Linked DNA regions of Hordeum vulgare: region 1 is linked to region 2. Evidence: chromatin contacts called from public Hi-C data. All regions are on one chromosome and are shown on one strand. The core of a region is the stretch at or near the end of the contact, and the rest is flanking DNA. Distances in the headings are between cores, read along the strand shown. Region 1 has its middle 240 kb from the start of LOC123425225. Region 2 has its middle 230 kb from the start of LOC123425625.

Region 1 (4,877 bases), core at 2,206-4,705, 430 kb after region 2:
CCGGCAAACCGATCGAGCCAAAATACGTACTCCCTACTCCCGGCGTTCAGCAGCACTAGCAACGTTGCATGTTGGCTCCCTACACCCGTGTCCACTCTCTGGCCGGTGGTGCGCCGTGCTCCATGCATATGCATGCATGCATGATGCATCCATGCATGTGCGTCACCTGACACACGTAGCCGCGCGGCAATGATCGATCTGGCCGGTTCTTGCTCTCATTTTTGACCCGGCCATGCATGGACTCGGGTCCTTGCCTTCTCTCTCTAGGATCCGGGGCGGGCTACACGAAGGCTCGCTTCACATGCATGCAAATGCGACCACGACCCTTGAGCTCGGCTGGAATGTTTTCCCTTGGACTCGTGCCGGGACATGGGAATATTCGGATGCTTTCGGGTACAGATGCAAGTGCATCAAGTCAATCAACTTGCAAAGGAGAGCGTACGACCTTCTTTTGGGGATCCCTAAACAATGGGCCCCCGGGCTTGCGCGCCATACAAGTGTCTCCCCGCTCCTGGTTTCTCGCCTCAGTTACCGTCGTGTCCTTCCATTAAACTACTCCCACTCCAGATGCCGCTCATTATATTACCTCCGTCATGCACAAACCGAGAATTGGGCGACCTAACTGCAAGATTAGTGAGAGAAAGGTGAGCTTCTTCTTCCTCAAGAAATTCGTCTTGCTTTTGTCTCTCTCCTCCTTGGCCGGTTGCCTCACAAAGCTAGCTACCCATGCATGATGTGTCGTCTATGTGAGGACACAGGGGGAAGGGGCACCTCGGTCGCTCCTCTCTCTCTCTCTCTCTCCGCGACCGAACGAGACGGCTTTGTTATTGTCGTCATGTTAATTGTCAAGATACGAGACGTCAAAGATAAATTAGATACGGCGTTATGTATCAGTTTTCAAACCCCCGACAGATCAGCAATACGTGCATAGGGCAACATTGCGACGACAGATGTTGCTTCGGTGAATATACTACTAATTAAACTTCAAGATCTGGAGAAGTGAACCGAGTACTTTCCTCGTCACCTACCTGGGGGATTCAATGCATGCGCTACGTACCGACACAACACGTACTCCACTAGTTTGTATTCAGGTTCCTGTCATGAGTCATCACGTACGTGTGGACCGTGACGGGTAGCTAGCTAGCTGTATTGGCCGGTGCTGCTCTCCGTCGATCTCGAGGTCCCAAGACTCGTTCAGTGTGTGCGTTTTGTCAGTGGGTGTGTTCTCTACGCTTCAGAAAGATATCCTTGTCTTCTTTATATATCTTGCTAGGCTGCTAGCTACTAGGAGTAGTATACATGTGTGAGAAGGAAGGAAGGAAGGAAGGAAGGCAAGAGATTGCCAACTGACTAAAGCTTCATCGTTCAAGTAATGCATGGGGAGTTGGGGACAAACAAAATAAACAAATGAATACAATGCGATGAATGGGGGGTATATGATGTCAGGGATTACCTCTCTCGCTGTGAACGCTTGGTTTTCTCTTCTTCTTCCTGAAGGCATGAGGGTATATATCATGGAGAATATATTTTTGTAGATGCCCGTTTGAACGAAGAACTAGGCCACTTTCTCCTTTCCGGGCGGCGGTTTGCGTGCATGGCGATGGCTTGTGAGGTTGGCGAACATGCATACGGCGGCTTTGACCGCCTGGCCGGCGTGGAACAATGGGTGATAATAGTTTACGTCAAAAGTACACCCAAGGCCATGAAGCGTGCATTATTTTTATTTTACCGCGCATGCATGCACTGAGAGCACGTTCCCCTTGAGCCTAGAATCTTGCCGGCGACTGAGAGGAGTCGCGCAAGCACAAGGCATGCGCTGTCTAGAATCTTGTAGGCCCAAGAGGAATATACACCCACTATACTTGTTTTCCGTGCTGGTCCGATCCAATTAAAACACACTAGATCGAATCCATACACCATACTACTTGTAGGCCAAGAAAGAAAGAATGCAAACCAGCTGTTCATCAGATCTCTCCAGTGCGTGTCGATCGACGACGCATGCATGCATTCATGGATTCACTCGATCGTTCAGTTCCAGGTGCTGCCTAGCTGTTCTCATCAATGGATGTCCCTGGCACCTTGCTCATGATCAACGACAAAGATTTTCTGTTCCACAGCTCCAATTCTGTTACGATACGGTCGGCCGTGTCGGGGCCTTGACAGCTGTACACCCAGTGCGCGTATATGTGAAATTGGTCCTGCAAGTTGTGCTTTCGCTGTTTCAGGGAAAGAACGTGTAAGAAGCAACTCAAGAGGTAAATTTGTTACTACTGTACATTTGCAAGCAAGCATATGGTAAGATTCATGGAGTGAGTTAGTAGACTTGGACGACTTAGAGTTGTGTACAAGCGCTGCAATGCAAAAGGGTACGTGTGGACCTCCCCGGCCGTTTGGCCAACTAGAGGAAATGCCGACACATATGGTAACTTCACATGCGATTTTAATAAAGCAGGCCTCCCTGCCTCCAAAGTCTAAAGTTTTGGCACGATCCCTGGAGGTACATGCATATATATGCATTGTGTGGTCTGTGGTCTGTGGTGTGTGTGTGGGCGCACGCGACCGTCGACGACCGAATTAACTACGTGCAACTTTGACGAGCGAATCTTAGGAACCGGTGTAACTTGAATAATGCCCGCGAAATGCCTGTGAAACTTCTGCATGTAGTCCACCTAAATGCAGGACGAATGAGTAGTAGTAATTATTGTATGTCAGTGCCCGTGGAGCGTGTGTAGAAGCTTAGCAAGAAACAACTTCTTACTTGTAGGGCGTCAAAAACAAAAGGAGAAAAAAATAGTGCTCACCAAGAGATTTCATTCTTTCTCTTTTCCTGGAAGTGACAACACTTGCCAAACAGCCAATGCATGAATTCTTTGCCCCGAAGACATCCACCATGAGTCACCCTAGCAACGCATGCTCTGATTAACAATCATGCATGTCGTTAGTGGGCAAGCGCCACGCATCCGTGACACGGCGCATACAAGCAGCAGCCCATAGATACGACGATGTTTCCCGGGGGCGGTATGTAGCTACCGCTGCAGGTATCGATCCCTAGAAAGTTTGGAGAAGTTGTGTGTGGCACGGGGAATGCCAGCGCCACCGTTACTAGGCTGCCCAAAAGGCAGCGGAAGCCGCGCAGAAAAAGCTAGGCAAAATGCTCGCCCGCGCTCGCGTCCAAGATCTTGGCCCGGTTATTACAGTACTACGCACGTAGTACCATCATCAGAAAATACAATGGGGTGATGGAAAAGAAAGCGTAGTTGGTCAGAGGCAGCATTTCAAAGCCGGCCGCTCCTGCAGCAGCAGGCCAGCAAACAAGGAACTCGCCGTACGGCTGCGGGCCGGCCCCCACATGGCGGTCAGGGTCAAGCGATCAAATCAGACCAGTTCGACCAGGGCCTAGCAGGGGCTCGGCCCCGGCCGCGCGCTCGCAGCACGGAGGGACACGTGGCGTATTTTGTGTGGGGGCCGGCGCGTGCCAGATGGCATGGCGACAACGTGGACGGATGGGTCAGACCATGTTTGTCTCTCACGACCGACCCACCGACCGGTGGGCCCCATACCGCCCTAACAGCCGTCTTGATATTATTAATTTTCTAATATAACTGCACATTATAGTTTTTTTCTACGAATAAACGTCACTACAACAATCCAGCCAATTTACATTTTTTTGTTAAAACAACGGCATCCTGTCCTGTTTATCACCATGGTTCACACGTGTACTGGTATACAACAGTACTCTCGGGGGTATTTATTTTGGAACGGGAAAGTGGCATTTAACCAGCGCTTTATCGTTTCCTTCTTCTATTCCTAATAACTGCCGCTTTTATCATTCTTTTCACATTTATAATAATCGTCCATTTAATCCAGTATATGTTTACAAACCAACGGGCGTCTTGTTGGGTTTTCATTTATGAAACTACTCCTGAATCCATGTCTTTGTTTCATTTCAAAAGGATTAATTCATTGGTAAGTTATGAGAGCTTAGCCATCTCATCAAAAAATTGGAGCATTCATTAATTTGTGAAATGTTGCCCTTGCATAGTATGATATGTTTCCAATGCCAACAAAAAGTAACCCATCCAATGTTATTTAAGATCTAGAAAAAACTGTCAAATAAAATGCACCCCAAGTAGAATTTCACAAGTACAACCATGCTGTTAGAACTCAGCGGGAGAGAAAACCACCATGATGTAAAAATAAACTCTATTGATCTCTTTCATTAATGATTAGGCTTATATATAATTTGAGAGGACGCAAGAGAGGGACGCGTCCGTTCCCGAACAGCGCATCGAGGGATGTGGTTGTTGCGGAGGGGCGGTTAGGACAAGGGGGGGGTCCCTTTAATTAAGTGTCTTAATTAAATCCTAACACTTCCCTTAATCTACTCTTGTCCAAGCCATATCATTATGTTGAAAAGAGGCTCCTCCGAAAACCCCGTGGGAAAAATGTGAGGAGTATAATATGTTGCCAAAACTCCTTCAAACCGAGTGGGAAAAATAAGGAGAAGATTATGCAACATATAATCGTTGTTGTCTTCTTTAACTCAATACGAGAAAACTCATAGAATCAAGAGAACAATAAATATGTCGTATATACTTTCCTAAAAAATCCGATGGGGAAAACTGAAAGTATGACATATGATCTTGTGTTGATATTACCTCATAAAAAACCTTCATGAGAACTTATATAGTAAACTCACGGAGGGAAAAAAATACTATAATACGATGCATTGAACATGAACAATTCACGAAGATACTCCCCCTAATTCTTGCAAATTTCAAAGCCGTCGCATACCAATTCCATGAACATATTTTTGGAACATAGATGTTGGTAGAGACTTCGTGAACAAATCAGTCACATGATTTGATTTGCTAGAT
Region 2 (5,468 bases), core at 1,970-4,469:
ATGTTCCAAGCAAAACATTAACCTTTTTAATACATGATCTATATATACTTTTAACATTTTTAAATTCATGGTCAACATTTTTTCTATGCACATTTCAACATTTTTCAAAAGCTTGATTAACATTTTTCAAATATATTTTTTACAGTTTTTGCAAATATGATCGACATTTTTCCTATATACATTTAACCTTTTTGAAAGGCTTTATTAACATTTTTCAAACACTTGTTTGACATTTTGTTAAATCTTCCATTAACGTTTTTATAGACATGAATAAAATTTTCCATCATTTTCGAATACATGGTCAATATTTTTTCTATACACATTTAGCATTTTTTGAATGATACTAAAAAAATCAAGTACTTTTACAACATTTTTTGAAATGCTTGATTAAATTTTACCAACGTTTTTTTAATATATGGTCAACATTGTTTTTATACACATTTAACATTTACTAAATTTTGATTGACATTTTCAAACACTTTTTTAAATGCTTGATTAATTTTTTTAAGTACCTGATCAAATTGTGTCATATAGATTTTATTTTACATATAATTTTTGTGTATATGTGATAAACATTTTTTGGATAGAGATTTTTTATTTTTCAAATGTTTGGTCAACCCTATTCAAAGGTTTTATCTCAATTATCTTTTGTAATATTTGATTTATAAAAAAAAAATTAAGCACGGGTATTTATTTAGAAATTTTGGAACTGTAAACAAAGTACAAAAAAGAAAGCAAAAGACGAAAATACAAAATAAAAAAACAATGCATTTGTTTCGGAGAGCCTGGGCCGGCCAAATTCGTGCACCCTGCACTGATGGTTCCTACCATCTCGCTGAAGCGACATATAAAGGCGAAGGGCACGAGCTGTACAGCCGAATGAAAAAAAAAACAATAACAGAGGATGGCCCAAGCCACTTGCGATTAGCCACTCCACCAGAGAACCTTTGTGGTTCACATTGCAGCGCCAAACCTAAAGAACTAGCAGTAGCGTAGAATTTGAATCAGTTAATGTAGCGAACTAGAATTAGTTACCGCAGCTATATTTTTTGTTCCAAAAAGTTTGATTTTTTAAACTGTACATTTTGGAAAAGGGCAACCAATGTCGGAATTACTGAACAATTTTCGGTAACATGAACATTTTCTAATATATGTACAAATTATGAAGTTCAGAACAATTTCGGAACGGCCGTCATATTTTGTATTTTTGAACACGTAATTAGAAAAGGAACACTTCATGAATTCCAAACAAAAACTAATAGCTACAAACATTTTCTGAATTTCTGAACAATTTTCGCCAATAGGAACATTTTTTTAATATATGTACAATTTTGAAATTCTGAAACCACGTACTTTTTTAAAATTTTGAACACTATTTGAAAAATGAAACATTTCCTTAGATTGTGAAAAAAAATTCATCACTGCGAATATTTTCAGAATTTATGAACAAAACTTGAAAAATTGACATGTTCATCAAATTCAGAATTAAATACTGGAACCACAAACATTTACCAAATTTGTGACCAAATATTGATAAATTCAACTTTTCACCAAATTTAGATCAAAGAATTGGAACCACAAACATTCTAAAATTTGGGACCAAATATTGAAATCACGAACAAATTTTGTGTTTTGAAAAAAATGTGAAATTATTGTTGAATTTGTGAACAAATTTTGAAACCTAGAACGTTTTTTGAATTCTGAACTAATTTTGAAACAAGAATATTTTTTAAATTAGAAAAATAATTATGAATTTATGAATTTTTTTGAATTGTGAACAAAATTACAAAATTGTGCATAGTTTTGAATTGTGATTTGTTTTATGAAACAAGAATCAAGGACAAATTTCGTGAACAAAACAATAAAATTATGAACTTTTTTTGAATCTGCAAACAAGTTTTGAAAACATGAACATTTTTCATATTTTGAATAAATTTTAAAACATGAACAAATTTCAAATCCTGAAAATATTATAAAATTGTGAACATTTTTTGGATTTTGAATATATTTTGAAACATGAATAAATTTCAAATTTGTGAACAAAGTTATAAAACTGTGAACATTTTCGAATCTATGAACAAATTTTGAACCATGAACATTTTTCGTATTGTGAACAAATTTTGAAACATGAAGAATTTTCGAATTCATGGACAAATTGTAAAATTGTGAACAAAATATAAAACATTAATAAATTTGAAATTCTTGAAGAAAATTATAAAATTGCGAACATTTATTAAATTGTGAGAAAAGTTTTCAACCATGAACATTTTTTAATTGTGAATTTGTTTTGAAATATGAACAAATTTTATATTCATGAACAAAATTATAAATTTTGAACATTTTTATTTATGTACAAATTTTGAAACATTTTTCGAATTATGTACAAATTTTGAAACATGAAAAAATTTAAAATTTCTGAAGAAAGTATAATATTGCGAACATTTTTTAATTGTAAACAAAATTTGAATCCACAAACATTTTACGAATTGTGAACAAATTTTGAAACCGTGAACATTTTTTAAATTTGAATAAATTTTGAAAGCATTAACAGTTTTTGAATTGTGCACAAAAAGAAAATTTGAAAAATATAAAACAAGAAAGGAAAAAACAAAGAGAAAAAGAAAACGAAAGAAAAGTGAGGAAAGCCGACTAAAAATAGGGAAACACCCTGCCGTCAGCCGCACTATAACTGTGCCGGCTCAAGTCTCGGTGCGACTGTGCAAAACCCCGACTATTTGCCATAGAGAGCGATGAATAGGGTTTTCCATATTTCTTAGCTTCTTAAAAAAAAATATTTCTCAGCCATTCACCAACTAGCGCACTCCTAGTTGGCCCGTGAGTTAGTAGTTGGCGAATGAACGAGGTTTTTTTCCTGAGATTATGAGCCAGTTTTTTGTGTGGCCTATTAATTCCGAGTTAGCGAATGAGTATGTTTTCGAATTTCTTATCCTTTTGAACCAAATGGGCATGTTTTTCGAGTTTCTGATTTTCCAAATTTCATAGTTCTTTACAAAATATTCAACGGTCAACGACTTCGGTCAACTGTCAGATCAGTTGTTAATGGTTGTTCCGTTGTGGTGAACATTACTATGAATAGCAGTGAACAAGCAATAGAAGGGACACCAATCGAGCCCAAGAATTGGCAACACTCTAACGAACCGCACCCCACATGAATTTCATGTGAGCACCCGGGAGCTTCCCAGCTGCGGTGACCATATATCGTATTAAGTGAGGTGGAAGGGATCTTTCGCTGAATGCGACATAGTATTTGGGCCGGCCCACTTCCCTCCCAGTTAAAGAAAAAAAGGCAGGAAGAAGTGGAGAATGAGGGATCGATCCCTGCTCCTCGAGGAAGAAGCAGGCTCACGTCGCCACCACGCCGCACTACTCACCTCGTTAGGTAAAGGGGGCCCGCCCTACTCGAATCGAGTCAAGCTGATTTTGCTTGTCTTCTTTGTTTTTTTTGTTCACCGGGTTTTTTCATTTTTCCTTTCCTTGGGTTTATTTTTTTCTTTTTATTTTTCAGTTTTCATTGTTTTTGTTTTTCTTGGTTTCTTTTTGTTTTTCATTCTAGATTTTTATATACATGATCAACATGTTTTCAAATACTTGATCAACATTATTATATACAAGATCAACATTTGTTTCAAATACTTTTTTAATATTATTGAAATATTTGTGCAACATTTTTATATACGTAATCAACATTTTCTCAAATATCAAAATCCTTGTTAAACATTTTCGAAATACTTCTTCAACATTTTTCATATACTTCTTAAATATTTGTTTATACACGATCAATATTTTAAAAAATATTTTTTCAACATTTTTAAAATACTTGCTCAACATTTTGTTAGCACTTGTTCTACATATTTAAATTTTTTATTCAAGGGTGTTTCTATAACATATATACTTACCCCGTCTGTTCCTAAATATAAATCTTTTTAGAAATTTCACTAGCAGACTACATAAGGATTAAAATGGATGAATCTACATTTTAAAATATGTCTATATACGTCTGCATGTGGTCTTTTAGTGAAACCTTTTAAAAGACTTATATTTAAAAATGAAGGGAGCATAATATTGTAACATATAAATAACAAATGTAAAAGTCAAAAATAAAACACAAAGCTTACAAAAAGATTGTGGCCTCCTGCGTTCGTGGGCCGGCATGGCTGGCTCTTCCCTTGCGCGAGTTCGAAGGCAGACTCGCTGAAAGGCGCGATGTAGGAGCACCCCTTCCGATCGCGTGAAATGCTAAAGAGGAGGTCTCTTGTAGTAGGGGATCCCTAAGAAGACTACAAATGGAGCACGTGAGCATTGGTGGACTTTACAAAAAATACAGAGTTCCAAATTGTAAAAAGAAGTTTTTTTCCCACATGCGCAAATACATATATAACACAATATAGTTTAATACATGGCTTAGACATAAAAAAAACAAATACATACATGGTAATGGGCCATTTTTTGTTTGTTGATTGGCCAAATTTTTGCTTTTTATGTGCAGCTTGCAAATCTTAATATTTTTGAAAGAAATTTTAAAGATCCACTGTGAATATGCATAAGTTTTCACAGATTTTTTTGCGTATTATTCTAAAACTTAGAAATATCATTGTTCAGTCACATGAAATAAAGTCCTCCAATGCCCCCGTTGTGATAGCCTGGATTATTAGGGATGATAGACTACTCATATCAATAAGAAATTTCTTCTTTTCCGGGAGCTCATTCGAACAAAACTCTCAGGTTAAGCGTACTTGGCTTGGAGTAGTTTTAGAATGGGTGACCGACCGAAAAGTTGATCCCGGGTGTGCATAAGTGAGGACAAAGTGCGCAGAAAAGACTAGTATTGATATATGGGACCAGTCTAGATCTCGTCAGGAGTAACGACCGCTATCTAGATCACGTCCACCAAAACTTCACTCTCGAGATCCCAGCCTTTACAATTGCTATCTAGCGCTTAACATGCCATTTAAAGTCTGATTGCTCCTTTTTACGTATGATTCGGCTCAACAGATAATTGTCTGCCCCAAAACGAGCCTCTCCCCACCACCGGTTCTCTCCAATTTTATCGGGTTGGTATATCAGGTTTTGTTTGTCACCAGTTTTTATTTTGGTTTATAAATGATTCTCTTTTTATCTTATATTTTCCTATTTCGTTTTTTGAACTTGAAAAAGAATATTGGACAAAAAAAAGTAAAACAGGAACGAAAAAGAAGATCAGGAAAAAACCTAACAGTGGGCTCACCCATCTCCCGCGCTCGGGGTAGATCAAGGTGTGAAGCCTCGACTATGTGCCAACAGGAGCGGTACATAGGATTTTTACTGCCCTCTCTTTGGTTACCTAATTTGTTTTAGAAAAAAGTACAAATTCATATGGCTTGTTGGGCCTTGTTGTGCTGCCCCATAATGTCACCCGGGATGTAAGGGATGTCGAGATCATTTGTTATGGGTTATCCTTTGCAAAGGTT

What was found. Hi-C and Micro-C count contacts between places; a contact is called where the count stands out from the background.
Region 1: a contact with region 2 is called in a Hi-C map of seedling, with 4 times the contacts expected there. The contact joins two enhancer-like sites. A contact is called at or near these places in 3 of 6 Hi-C or Micro-C datasets (leaf and seedling).

Annotation. Positions count from the first base shown.
Region 1 is chr2H:87,507,291-87,512,167 of MorexV3_pseudomolecules_assembly, forward strand. No RefSeq gene overlaps it. Among protein-coding and RNA genes, the nearest start is that of LOC123425225, 240 kb to the right of the region's middle. Within about 2 kb of position 3,456, at least 2 of the 3 cell types and tissues checked have open chromatin away from gene starts, as enhancers often do. A contact at or near this core is called in leaf and seedling, where this site is marked.
Region 2 is chr2H:87,073,877-87,079,344 of MorexV3_pseudomolecules_assembly, forward strand. No RefSeq gene overlaps it. Among protein-coding and RNA genes, the nearest start is that of LOC123425625, 230 kb to the left of the region's middle. Within about 2 kb of position 3,220, at least 3 of the 3 cell types and tissues checked have open chromatin away from gene starts, as enhancers often do. A contact at or near this core is called in leaf and seedling, where this site is marked.